Linked DNA regions of Gasterosteus aculeatus: region 2 is linked to region 1. Evidence: chromatin contacts called from public Hi-C data. All regions are on one chromosome and are shown on one strand. The core of a region is the stretch at or near the end of the contact, and the rest is flanking DNA. Distances in the headings are between cores, read along the strand shown. Region 1 has its middle 3.5 kb from the start of calm2a. Region 2 overlaps ttc7a (tetratricopeptide repeat domain 7A).

Evidence for each region. Hi-C and Micro-C count contacts between places; a contact is called where the count stands out from the background.
Region 2: a contact with region 1 is called in a Hi-C map of whole body, with 7 times the contacts expected there. The contact joins two enhancer-like sites. A contact is called at or near these places in 5 of 6 Hi-C or Micro-C datasets (liver, skeletal muscle, tail fin and 1 more).

The regions. Positions count from the first base shown.
Region 1 is chr6:6,505,766-6,508,465 of fGasAcu3.hap1.1, reverse strand. No RefSeq gene overlaps it. Among protein-coding and RNA genes, the nearest start is that of calm2a, 3.5 kb to the left of the region's middle. Within about 2 kb of position 1,340, at least 3 of the 9 cell types and tissues checked have open chromatin away from gene starts, as enhancers often do.
Region 2 is chr6:6,558,262-6,560,961 of fGasAcu3.hap1.1, reverse strand. It overlaps ttc7a (tetratricopeptide repeat domain 7A), which reads left to right. Exons shown (of 21, transcript XM_040178632.2): 9 at 1,173-1,233; 10 at 1,400-1,537. Among protein-coding and RNA genes, the nearest start is that of ttc7a, 11 kb to the left of the region's middle. Within about 2 kb of position 1,446, at least 2 of the 9 cell types and tissues checked have open chromatin away from gene starts, as enhancers often do.

The DNA.
Region 1 (2,700 bases), core at 91-2,590:
CGACAAATATGAGAAGATGTTTACCGCGGTGTAACTGAAAGACGCGGACGCCATCACTAATGTATGAGGGCTTTGTAATGCACCTGCTGGTCCCCGGCCAGGCGAGTGGATCGCCTTTCATAGGACAGGACGGAGGGTTGCTCGTGTGCCACGGACGGCGAGGCCAGGTGTGCGAGGGACAGGAGGCCTCCGCGTGTGTGCTTTTGTGTGCGTGAGGTTAGCCTGAGGGACCACTTTGCGAATGCGTCCACATAATCTGCACTGCTGGTAAGCAGAACAAGGGTAAACCTGTTCATGTGCACACATTCATTTTTTTTATGACCTAAGGGCCGCATGTGACCAGCGTCAGAGAGGAATTCACGATTATCGCCTCCCGGCGTGCACCGGCCAAAGGTCTGCGGTAAAGTTGACGGCCTGGTGCAAACACTCCTAGTACCGTCGAAAAAGCCCCCCCCCCCCTGAGCCAAGCCCATCCTGGCCTACCTGTGTCTGAGAGAACGACATGTTTTGCCAAAATTACATCGTGAGGCAGAAATGATTAATGGCCTCAAATCGGATAAGATGATTTGGACGGGCCCCGCTATTCGGTGTCCACCGGGACCAGATCCCCCATCTCCAGAAACATGCACGCCAGTGGTTTTATACGAGGGGATCTAAGGGACAAAACCACTTACTGGCTAATAGAATCACCCCCCCCCCCCCCACCCCCTTCTCAGTCTGCCTCCAGGTTGTCTGCTGCAATCGGCGTGGAGCTGGAGCTCAAACGCCGCAGCAGTGCAACAGTGCTCCGTGGAACATTCCAGAAGTGTGGCCCCTGGGCAGGCGAAGGCATTTGATCCGTATCTCAAACAGGTGTCTCTGTGCTTGCTACGGGTTTTTTTTTTGTTTCTTCTTCCGCAAGTCCAGTTTTTATTCTGGTATGATCTCAGTTTTCACACACTTGTCCTGCAAATCCTGCGTAAAAATGAAACCGGTGGAAGCGAGAAGTCCCGCAAAGGGCAACGTAAGGGCCACTTTACTGCTGTAGTGCGTAAACCGCAATAAGGAAGTGGCCCTGTCCTTGTGTTACAATGCCCTGTCCTTGACCCCCCCCCCTCCGCCTGCAGTAGCGTAGGCCAGGTCTGTCTCTCTGCAGTGGCAGCAACCTGCAGAAGTTGTCCCGCTCCACGTCCCCGTCCCCCCCCCCTCACATGATGATCTCATTCTGCGAGGGGGGGGGCAAGCAGGCGCTACCGCACGCCGTGGCTACTTCCAGACGAAGGCTGCAGAGCAGGTGTCTGGTCGTATGTGCGTGGGACAGTGTGTGTGTGTGTGTGTGCGCGCGCGTGTGTGTGTGTGTGTGATCAGGGATGTGAGGTTGCTGCGTTTCTACTTTAACTCCTCCAACAAACAAATGGGACTGATCTGGCCCGTGTTTGGGGGCTCAAGTGGGACACCTGGTGGCTGCACAAGAAACAGCAGCGATCTTTCGAATGAGATACTTAAAATGATGCTTAAATGTTAACATATCAATGAAGATATGTAGTATTTGTATAGTAACGTCAACTTTGTGAAAGTTTAGTCACATTGTTAAAGTTCAGACACTCACATCGGGTGATACTTATTTTCCCAGTAAACAATCTTTTACGCTGAAAACAGTGATCATAGAAGATGTCGGAGCATTTTTATAGGTGATGGGGTTTTTCCACAGTGGGATCATTACATTCATTGAGTACTGTGACTTCATCCAGCACTGATTGGATTGAAGATTATATAGTCAATGATGAAATCAACACTGCCTCCACTGGCCACAAAAAAACACGATTAAGTTTTTACATTTGAAAATAGCACGTCACATGAAGATATATTGAGGCTCGTGGGGAAGATGATATCTTCAGAGGTCAGGGCGAGCTGCGGAGACGGTCCTTAAAGAGGCAGAGTTGGACCTTCGTGTTAAATGCCCCCACCCCACCCCCACTGTTAAAGAGAAACATTGCTACATCCTAACATCTTGGATGTCAGGATGTAGCCTAAAATAACATCCCCACAGCACAGCGTTGCCGAGGAACCATCTTCAATGATTTACATTAAGAATATCTTTTGGGGGCTTATCATGAGTGATACAAACTTGGATTAATTCCTGCACATTTTGTACTAAAACTACCACAAACTCCATGGCAGAAGCCCACATATTCCAAAATGTAAATGTAAAATAAGTGTAATAGTCACATATTCTGGCGGGTTGCTATGGGGGAATCTGTGGTTTCAGCTTGAAACCACTGCAGTGGTTTACTTTTCATCAGATTGTTTCTGCAAGGTCAGACTCTCGACTGTAAACTGTCCAGGCAAAAAGAAACGACCACTAGTAGCTCAAACTTGGCTCGTCCATTGCTGCGCAGAGAGCATTGGAAATAATTGACTTTAAAAGTCACTCCGGTTAATTACTAGTGGATGTTTTATTGTAAACAATATAAATACGGGTAATTTCATCTGGTCTTTATAAAACATACAGTGACTCAAAAAGTGGTTGCCCCACGCGAGTCTGTGCATTTCTATGTGCACGCTGGTGCTTTTTGTCTCCCTTTGAAGGGTTGCTTCGTTATCTTTCATCCCTTTTTGTTGTAGTGAATAATGTGGACCACAAGTTTTGAAATTGGTCCAGCAGTGAGGAAAAGCGCTGCAGAGGACAGCTACAAAAAGGGCTGCAATGTGAGCCGCTGG
Region 2 (2,700 bases), core at 197-2,696, 52 kb before region 1:
TTAATTACTAATTAGATAGAGAATACCGTGCACGATACTAAATAAGGAAACAAACAGTGACTGATTAAGAAATGTGTTGAACCTGGAAATCAACATGCACAACAAAAAATACCAGTATTCCATTACATAACGAAAAAAGAGATAATATCAGAGCATTATATAGCAGAAAATTATGTAACTATATAAGATAGCATAGTATAATAGGATGCAGTAACAAGTAACAATATAACATGTCATAACATGACAACATGACATCACGTAACACAAAATAACCTGCCGGGACAAGAAAACATAACATAAATAGATAACATGTCACAATAAGACATGACAAGTTAATATCATTTAACAACATATTGAAAAATAAGACTAAATATACAAGCATAACTTAACATTACATAAAATAACACTCCAGCATAACACACATAAGTATGTGCTACATGTAGCATAGCACAACACAACATGACATGACAGTGTAATACAACAATTGTATCAAGTTATTAGTGACAGAATGTAACTTAGCGGGACAAAAATAACAAACGATGGATGGCACAGGCACACACAGCTGTATCACACAGCTGTATCACACAGCTGTATCACACAGCTGTTTTAGCGTTTGTTGCCTTGTCTCTGCATCAGCCTCTTGTAGTTGAGGCCCTGCGAGCCATTCTGAGTCACCCTCACATGACTAATCCTGCCCACACTCTCATAAGTGAAGATCTAAATCCATGTCTGAGATTAGAAGGAGAGGAGGAAGAGGAGACTTCACCCTGAGGAATAGCTGCACTTGAGCATTGTTCACGCCTTCCCTCTGTTTCCCATTTGGAAAAGGCCACGCCGGTGTGTCCGCCAAACGTGTCCTTCAGGCCCGGAGAGGGAGGGGAATCAACAAATGTGATCGAAGAGAAGGGTGGGAGTGGTGGAAGAAATGAAGGACCCTGTGTGTGTGTGTGTGTGTGTGTGTCTGACATCTGAGTGTGCTGTGTCGCGATACACCCAGTGTGGCCCGTGTTGTGTTACAGCACCACAAGCGAGACAGAAATGCGACACTGCCGGCAATCTGGAAATCTACCTGTGGACAGGTTGTGTGTGCGTGTGTGTGTGTGTGTGTGTGAGAGACAGAGGGATAAACTTCCTGTTATTGGTTCTACTTCCTGTTTCTTGTGTCCCGGCAGCTTCTGTCCTCAGGACGTGCTGGAGGAGGCTGTGTTGCTGCTGCTCATCACAGAGTCTATGGTGAGAAACACACACACACACACACACTCCCTGTGCCTCCCCTGACATTTCCCTTATACGCTCCTCGCTCTAAGGCGGTTTCAGCATCGACTCATTTTCCTTCTTTAGTTTCCCTCCTCCTCCTCCTCCTCCTCCTCTCCCTCACTCGGTATCTCTGTCCGCCCAGGCCAGCGGCGAGGCGGTGATCAGCCGTCTGCCGGACCAGGCCGAGGCTCGCGAGGCCAGCCTGCAGAATGCCAACTCCGTCTACGACCTGCTCACCATCGGCATGGCCAGGAGGGGGCAGTACGGCATGCTTTCTGAGGTGAGCACATGCGCACAAACTGAGACGCGCGATCCATGCCGGAGGTCTGTGGTGAAGCAGAAGCGCGGGGATGAGATGTGTTAGCGGGAGCTTTGCCAAACCTTTTAATGCACGTCCTTAACAACGAGCAAGGGGATTAGGTGTCTCTTTCTTCTTCTTGTTCGTCTTCTTCGTCCTCACTTTTTGTCTTCATGTATCTCATTCCAAACTCCTCCTCTATTTACTCTTCCTTTCTTCTTTTTTTTTAAACACCCCAAATGTGACCTTTGCCTGGATGTAGGAAGTTAGGGAGGCGGAGGCGAAGGTGGTCAGCTAAAATTAGGTTAGTCCAGCTGTCTGACTGATTCATAGATCGCATCAGTCATCTTACAAGGAGGCCCACGCACACACTCATACACATCCAGGTGGTTCTACTTAGACCAGGGGATCAGTTTGCTGATAAACGAGGCCAGTGTGGGACATTTATTGAGAATTAGATGTCAGCCGGGCAGTGCCATCCATCTGTAATAAGCAGCAATCGATCAAGGAGATGTCTGAGGCAAGACCGGGTTTTATTATCAAATTTTCAGGACACTGAGGCGGTATTATTTTGTTGGATTATGATAATGGATTATTTGCTTATGGCAATAAATGGAAGAATTATTTAAATCGTGCAATTAAGTGAAAGCAAAAATATTCAATTATTAGTAAAAGACTTTTCCTACTCTCCGTTATGTATTGTCATATATGTTGAATTATTGGATGGATATTACGGGTCCATTAATGTGTCAGTAGCTGCTCATGGTAGAGACATTAATGGTTGGTCCTCCACTAAGTTACTGACTCCTAATGAGGAATCATGGACATTTATTTCCAAAGGATTTTAGACACACGAGGAATTAGACATGGCCAATTACACTTGGACAGTAGAATGCCTCAACCTTTTATCGAGCGCTATCTTGAGGTTGGAATGTTTTAATAATAATATGTTTATTTGCAAAGAGACACGTACAAATCCGGAAGAGATTCCAAATGACAACTAAGAGAAGCAAAACAGCTGCAAATGCACCACTAATATACTTACAATGATCATATAAGGGGGAAAGATATTCTCAAAGAGACACCTAACGAATGCAGAGACTCGGCATAACCACAAAGAGACACAAAGCAACTACATGGCCTGG